Linked DNA regions of Anser cygnoides: region 1 is linked to region 2. Evidence: chromatin contacts called from public Hi-C data. All regions are on one chromosome and are shown on one strand. Each heading gives the region's core, a stretch centred on a gene start, on an enhancer-like site or on the middle of the called end of the contact. The rest is flanking DNA. Distances are from core to core; before and after follow the strand shown. Region 1 holds the start of SORL1 (sortilin related receptor 1). Region 2 holds the start of OAF (out at first homolog).

What was found. A called contact is a pair of places that touch in the nucleus more often than the background predicts.
Region 1: a contact with region 2 is called in a Hi-C map of liver, with 6 times the contacts expected there. The contact joins the promoter of SORL1 here to the promoter of OAF in region 2. A contact is called at or near these places in 2 of 7 Hi-C or Micro-C datasets (both in liver).

What each region holds. Positions count from the first base shown.
Region 1 is chr21:5,339,368-5,342,808 of Taihu_goose_T2T_genome, reverse strand. SORL1 (sortilin related receptor 1) reads right to left here and starts at 2,122. Exons shown (of 48, transcript XM_066981339.1): 1 at 1,783-2,122. The coding sequence starts at 2,097. It overlaps LOC136786728 (a long non-coding RNA gene), which reads left to right. Exons shown (of 4, transcript XR_010826224.1): 4 at 1-291.
Region 2 is chr21:4,931,733-4,935,400 of Taihu_goose_T2T_genome, reverse strand. It overlaps OAF (out at first homolog), which reads right to left and starts at 2,230. Exons shown (of 4, transcript XM_048063424.2): 1 at 1,803-2,230. The coding sequence starts at 2,033.

The sequences.
Region 1 (3,441 bases), core at 873-3,372, 410 kb before region 2:
CAACCTGCACATGATGCCGCTAGCGAGAGCGACTCAATTCTCCAGGCAAATGCCTTCTGAAAGCTTAAGGCAGTGAGAAAAGACCCAACAGAAGCAAACTTTGATGTGCAACTCCCACTGCTTCCTCGTTGTCCCGTTCTGGGTGTCGCTGGGCTTACCGCAGCCTCCCAGATTCGCTGCTACGTGTCCAGGCTGGGGAGGCTGCTCGTGCCTGAGCTGTGCAGGGAGGCTGGGGGGGAAAACGCCTCTTACTGAAGATGAGAGGCAAATATAACGCTTTTCTTTCTGAAATAGGGTCGCGGAATTTTTCTGAAAGCAGCCAAATGCTGGGGCAAGAGAAGGCAAAGCGGGTTTTCAAGGGGGGGGTAGGAATTGGTTTTCCTGGCCTAAAAATCAGGGAGCAGGGATTTAGGAACAGCACAGGCACTGTTCGTGCCCCTCTAGAGCCAGGCCTGCCCTGTGGCTGCCTCTTGCCCATCCTAGAAGTAGCAAGAAGGGGAAATTATAGGGTCTGGAGGAGGTGAAGTGCTTGCTAAGGAGGCAAACAGATGTGGCTGAGGGCAGGGAGCCTCACCTGCGGTGTGCCTTGTCTGTGCCCCCCCCAGGGCAGCCTTTTGGGGCTGCGGTGGGACACGGGCAGTGTGAGCCAGGAGGGTCAAATGAGGCAACATTTAGTCTGACGTATGGAGATTAAAAACCATGAAGAAGAGGATGGGCTATTTCAGCCCGAAGCCTCCCGCGGCAGGCAGCCTGGGTGTAATTCCTTCACATCCCTCAAGTGATGGAAAAGGGGGGGGGGGGGAGGAATTCTGGTCCCGGCTGCAAAACTTGCCAAGTAGCTGAGCCTGAGCAGGGGCGCTTTCAAAACAGCAATTCCTGTGCTTTGCTGAGGAGCAGCTCCTCTCCCTGTCTTTTCTAAAAGCTGTGGGGAATGGCTCAGAAACACAAAATCCTTACGGAGAAGGGCACGGCGCATCCCAAGCAGCAAGGTTTTCTACCAAAGGTCACCCCTTCCACCTGGTTTTTGCATGGTAGGATGTTTGACACGGGCACATTCAGGTGATCCTACCCACCCCACGGCCTCGCTGTCCCCTCTGTGCGCTAGCCAAGGGGCTACCTGGCGGTGTCACCGCCACGTGCCCTTGGCCACCGGCAGCTCCTGCTGCTCGTTTCGGTGGGATGGAGCCCGTGAGCATGCACCGCGACCCGAGCAGCGCCAGCAGGGCAAGGTGGCTGAGAACAAGGCGACGAGATGTGGAAATCGGTGGCAACAGCGCCCAGCATCTTGCTGCCGGCTGCTCTCAGCGGGGCAGATCCCATGCACAGCGATGATTTTGCGTGGGGATGCCTCGCCGGTGACCTGGGAGCACGACCCAGCCCCTTCCCACGGGGGGATTTGGATTGCGGGGGGGGGTGGTCGTGATCCCCATGGGGGGGGTCCCCACTGCCCCAGGGGGATCCCCGGGGCTGCAGCACGGGGTGCGGGGAAAAAATCACGCGTGGGGAGGGTGGACTTGTGGGGGGGGGGGGGGAGCGCTGTGCCCCCAGGCGATCCCCTTGCAAATGCACATTGAGGGGGGGGGGGGGGCACAGAGGGACGGCCACAGCGGCAGCGGGGGGAGCGCAGGGGGTGATGTAACGCGGCGCTCCGCCGCTCGGTTCATTGAATTGATCTTTTTTAATTTTTTTTTTAATTTTTTTTTTTTTTTAGAGGGGGGGGGGGGGCTCTCCGGGTGGGGTTGGGGGTCTCGGGGAAGGGGCCCGGGGGTCAGCAGGGCTCACCTGTCCGTACACCTGGATGGGCTCCGGCGGGCGCTGCTGCGCTGCGCGGCGGCTCCGCGGGGCTTCGGCGGCGGGCGGCGGGGAGCGGAGCAGCGGCGAGGGCCCCCCCCGAGCCCCCCGGCTCCCCGCCGCCGTTAAGAGCAGCAGCAGCGGCAGGAGGCGGCGGGGGAACCCCCGGGCCCGGCGAGCCCCGCCGCTGCTCGCCGTCGCCATCTTCGCGCCGCCGGGGCCGTGCGGAGCCGTGCGGAGCCGGGAGGAGCGGAGCGCCGCGCCGCCGCCCGGAGAGAATGTGCAACGGGCAGCGGGGCTCGGCATCCCCGCCCCCGGAGCGCTGCCCCCGCGGGGGATGCTCGGGGCCCCGGGGGGGAGCCGGGGGGTCGTCTAGCCCCGGGGGTGCCGGCGGGAAAAGGAGCGGTAAAAAAAAAATTATATATATATATATATATATATAGGGGGTAAGGTGTGCGAGCGGGCGGAGAGAGGTGGGAAGAAAATAGGGGGTCAAAAGCGGCGAGAGAGAATAAAGGGGTCAAAAAGCAGAGAGAAAAAAATAAGGGGGCAGAAAGTGGAGAGAGAAAAGAAGGGGTCAAAAAGCGGAGAGAAAAAATAAGGGGGCAGAAAGTGGAGAGAGAAAATAAGGGGGCAGAAAGTGGAGAGAAAAAATAAGGGGTCAAAAAGCAGAGAGAAAAAATAAGGGGGCAGAAAGCAGTGAGAAAAAATAAGGGGTCAGAAAGTGGAGAGAGAAAACAAGGGGTCAAAAAGCGGAGAGAAAAAATAAGGGGGCAGAAAGCAGTGAGAAAAAATAAGGGGGCAGAAAGCAGAGAGAAGAAATAAGGGATCAGAAAGTAGTGAGAAAAAATAAGGGGTCAAAGTAGTGAGAAAAAATAAGGGGTCTGAAAGCAGCAAGAATAAATAAGCGGTCAGAAAGAGGGAATAAAAAATAAGCGGTCAGAAAGCGGTGAGAAAAAAGTGGTCAGAAAGCGGCAAGAGAATATAAGCAGTCAGAAACGAACACTGAAAATTAACAATAAGAAATCAATAAGAATAAGCGATCAAGAGCACAACAGTCAAAAACACACAATCGAAAACATAAAATCAAAACCACAACCAAAACCCAGCAAAAAATAAATAAATAAATAAATAAATGTATGAAGAAAGGGTTGCAGTGTTTTCTCTCTGGGGGTGCACAAGGTTTCCCCACCACCCCCCAAAACCCGAGGCGCACGTTTCCTCCTCTGCACACCCCCAGCTGCACGTCACAGGGCAGGATGTGTCCCCGGAGCACCCCGGTGCCGGGGGGCAGTGCCGCTTGCATCTGGGCTGTGGTTTACTGGGAGCCGGGCCCAGGCTGTCACTGGTGCCACCTGCAGCTGGGGGGTGTGGGGGGGGGTTAACAGAAGATTTATGAAGGCCGCACAGCGTGTGTTGTGGCGATTACCTCGTCTGCCAACCTAAGAGCTTTGTGTCTCGCCTATCTCCAGCCCCATCCTTGTGCTGGGGGCTTTTTGGGGTAAGCAGTTTTGCAGGGAACCCATGGGCCCTGGCACAAGGAGAAGGGGCCAGCAGGGCGCACGGTGGCATAGGTGCAGGTCCTGGCTGCAGGGAGGGTGCCCTGGGTCCCCTCCTCATCCTCAACCCCTCAGCACCATTCGGGAGGGT
Region 2 (3,668 bases), core at 981-3,480:
GCACCCAACTGCTGTAAAACCGAGGGTTAGGAACAGACTTGGGGAGGCTGATGCTCGCAAGCCTTCCAGGGGCCGTCTCCTGTGTGCTCCCAGGAGCTGAGGGCTTGCACGGAGCTCAGCATTTAACATATATAACACAGAGAAACCTTCAGAGAGCCCGGCTCAGAAGCAGCTCAGCTAAAAGCAGGATGAGAGCAGGAGAAGAGCTACCACACGCTGTTGGGTTTGTAGGTGAGATTTTAGAGCAAGCCCGTGTAAGAGCTGAAATAAGCGGGGAAATAAAGTTAGAAGGATGAACAGGACACCTAAATTCCCCACGTCACATCCCAAAGGGCCTACCCAGAAGGTAGGTACAGAGCTGGGATTTCCCATGCTCGGGAACACGCCGTGCAGCTTCGCACTCTTGAGGTTTAAAAGCCCTCGTGGCACACGGTGTCTCCTGGGAGCCTGGTGCTCCCCCAGGAGCCACGGCACTGGTTCCTGTGTGCGTGCTGGCACACAGAGTGTGCCTTCACATCCCAAACTGCCACGGCTTCTGCTGGCATCTCAAAGCATCTCAGACCTGCACCCTCCAGATGGCCAAGGGCGATCCAAGAGCCTTGCAAGGAAACCGGGACCAAAAATCGCAGTGGAAAGGGGAAGAGCCAGCAGAAGACGCCTTGGAGAGGGCTCCAAGGCTCACAGCAGGACGGGACACACCACCCTCCTACCTCACGGGGCTGAGCTTCCTCCTGTCACAAACCAAAGTCCACCCGAGCAAACAGCCTGAGCAGAGGGAACAAGATAACGCTGCCGTGCCACACGGACGGCCGTGCCACCCACGCAGCAGCGAACAGCTCATCCCCGAGCCAGAGAAAACTCACGGCGTCCAGCCAGGCTTGGGGTTCTCTGAAGGACGCCACGCTGGCCCCAAAGCTCCCGTCTCCTGCCGAGAAGCGTGGGGTCTCAGCATCACCTCCCTGCAGAGGGGCCTGGGAGGGGGCCAGGAGGATCCCTGGCTTTCCGCCAGTCCCAGAGTGAGCTGCCATGCGAACGGTGCCCACACCCCCAATGCACGTGCTCCCCAAAGCCATCACTTGGAGCGAGACGTCCTGGAGACACAGCAGAGCCCCACGAACCTGAGCCCCGGCTCGTGGGGGCCTCTCCTGCCCTGGCCCTGCTGCTGTCTGCCACCCAAAGCCACGGCTCCTCTCGGCTCAGCAAGGAGAAACAGACCTGCTGTGCTCAGCCGGGCATGGAGAAGGCTTCGCCACTCATCCTGCCAAAATCCTTCCCCACCATGCTCACCACTGGGCAGCCCAGGTTACAGCTGTGCCGCGGGGGGCCAGGAACCCGCCCGAAGGGCCCGGAGCCGTCTGCGGGGTGCACCACGAACGAAGACCCCAACATCGCTCATCGGTGGAGGGACTTCTGAAGGACCCCGTCCTCAGACAGGGCTCAGGCTCCCGAACCCCCCGGCAGGGTTTTCCGAGGCTCCAGGTGGATTCAGCCCCCCCAGCAGGGTTTCCCCAGACTCCAGGCGGATCCCGGCTCCCCAAAGCCCTCCCGCACAGCATCCCCACAAGCAGCGGGCACCGGGGTCGCGCCCCAAGCCTCCTCCTGAGGACTCCCAGTCTCTTAGGGCCCATCCCCTCGCACCCCTCGCCCAGCTGGGACCCACCGGAGACCCCCCAGCACCAAACCCCACCGGGGGCTCCCCGGGACCCCGGGGATGCTCGGGGGCTCTCCGCTCCACCGCGGGGCGGGCGCAGCATCCCGGGGCCGTCCTCCGGCGTGTCCCCCCCCTCCACCCCGAGCCTCACCTGTCTGAAATCGGCCGTGAGGGTGATGAGGGCGCCGTCGGCCTTGCGGAGCTCCAGGCTGATGCAGTCGGAGCCGCTGTCGGCTTGCAGGCTCTCCTCCGCCACCTGCCCGCCGGGCAGCCGCACCCGCACCCGCAGCTCAGCCTTGGCCGCGGGGCCGGGAGCGCCGGGCAGCGGGGCTAACGCTAGCCACAGCAGGGCTGGCAGCGCCGGTAGCCGGGGGGCGAGCATCACCCCCCCCGGCCCCGCTCCCCGCAGCCCCCGCACCGTTACCCCCGGCGGGGCGCGCACGGCTCGGGGCAGCCCCCGGCCCGCATGGGGCGGGGGGCGCGGAGCGCAGCGTGGGGAAAGCGCCCCGCCGAGCCCCCCCCGGCCATGCAGAGCCCCCGGCCGCCGCTTTTCGGCCCCCCCCCGGCCCGCACTTCCTTCCCCCAAAGGCAGGGACCGGCCCTAAAGAGGCAGCGGCGCGCCGCCCCGCCTTTAAAGGGCCAGGCCGGGCCCGCAGCTGCTCCCCAGCTGCGGAGGGGAGGAGGGGAGAGGGGAATAATAATGGGAAAAAAAAAAAAACAGGCAGAGCTCGCCCGAGGGCGAGGAAAAAAAAAATAAAAATAAATCTGGCCCAAGCAGCCGCCCTGCAGGCGAGCCCCGGTGCTCTGGGTGGCAGGAGGATGGAGGGGGGGGGCTGCTCCAGCAGCAGCCAGGCAGCTTCTGGGCTCTCCTGCAGGTTTTTTGTTTTTTTTTTTAAATTGTTTTCTACTCCGTGGGATAAATAATTATCCCCAAACTGGAGTTGGAAAGGAGAGGTCGGCGTTAATAACAAAGCCCAGCGCTCGTGTTTGCACAAACACACACAAATCAGAGTCCTCTAAACATGCGGTTGTTGGGAATCAAACAACAGTTACATGATTGCTCAGGCTCACGCTGCACACAGGAGGCTCGCAGGGCTGCTCTCAGGCACGCCGGGGGTATTCCTGCCCCCGAGGATGTCGTGCAAGCCGCTTGGGGCTTTCCCTGGCCCCTCTCCCCCAGGGACACGGGCCTGGGGCACTTCAGACTCCGCAGCCCAGCCACAAGGCTCCAGATTTGCCCTTCACCCGCCCACTCCTGCAATCTCTTCCAGATGGGCAGATGCTCATGAAGGGCCCCTTTGATTTCAAAAGGTCTCTCTGCAAACACAAAGGTCACTGTGGCAGCAGGATCAGGGCCTCAGAGAAAGAGCTTTGCAAGGAGAAGCACAGAAATGCATAGAAGCAACCGTTTAAATCCACACTTCCAGGAGAAGAGATCACTTTTGGCCAACTAGTATGCTTTGTGGGACCTCACACAAGTTAAGTTTTAGACTGAAAATGTAAGAAAATGTAAGGGCTTTCTCACAAACGGTATCCTCCAAATACTTTTCAGGACAATAGCAGGGCAAAGAAATCAGAGCAGGCGAGGAGAGAAAGTTAAGAGGTGCAAACGGGAGAAAAGAAACGGTTCGGCTCTGACACAAAAAGAGAGGGAGGGCCCACAAGGTAGAAACCTACACCGACCATGTCCTCCTGACAAAAGCCGCCGAGAAGGCCCCACTCACGGTCTATTTATTCAGAGGAGATTATGCAAAAAGACAGGAGGACCCCAGCAGGGGCTGGAAGGAAGAGTGCCACGAGGTTAGCGCGCACAAATAACCCTTGGAAAGCTTCCAGCCAAAGGGCCGCGCTCTTTGCCCAGCTCAAATCTGGGATCAGCTTCCCCATGGCAATGGGGTTACCCCAGGTCCATCACCTCCCAGCCAAGCCCCCAGAACTCGAGCACAGCGTGGTCCTGGGTCTGTTCTGGAGGACAAAGGGAGGTGAGTGAGGCTACAGTCCCTGCAGAGCCACAGGA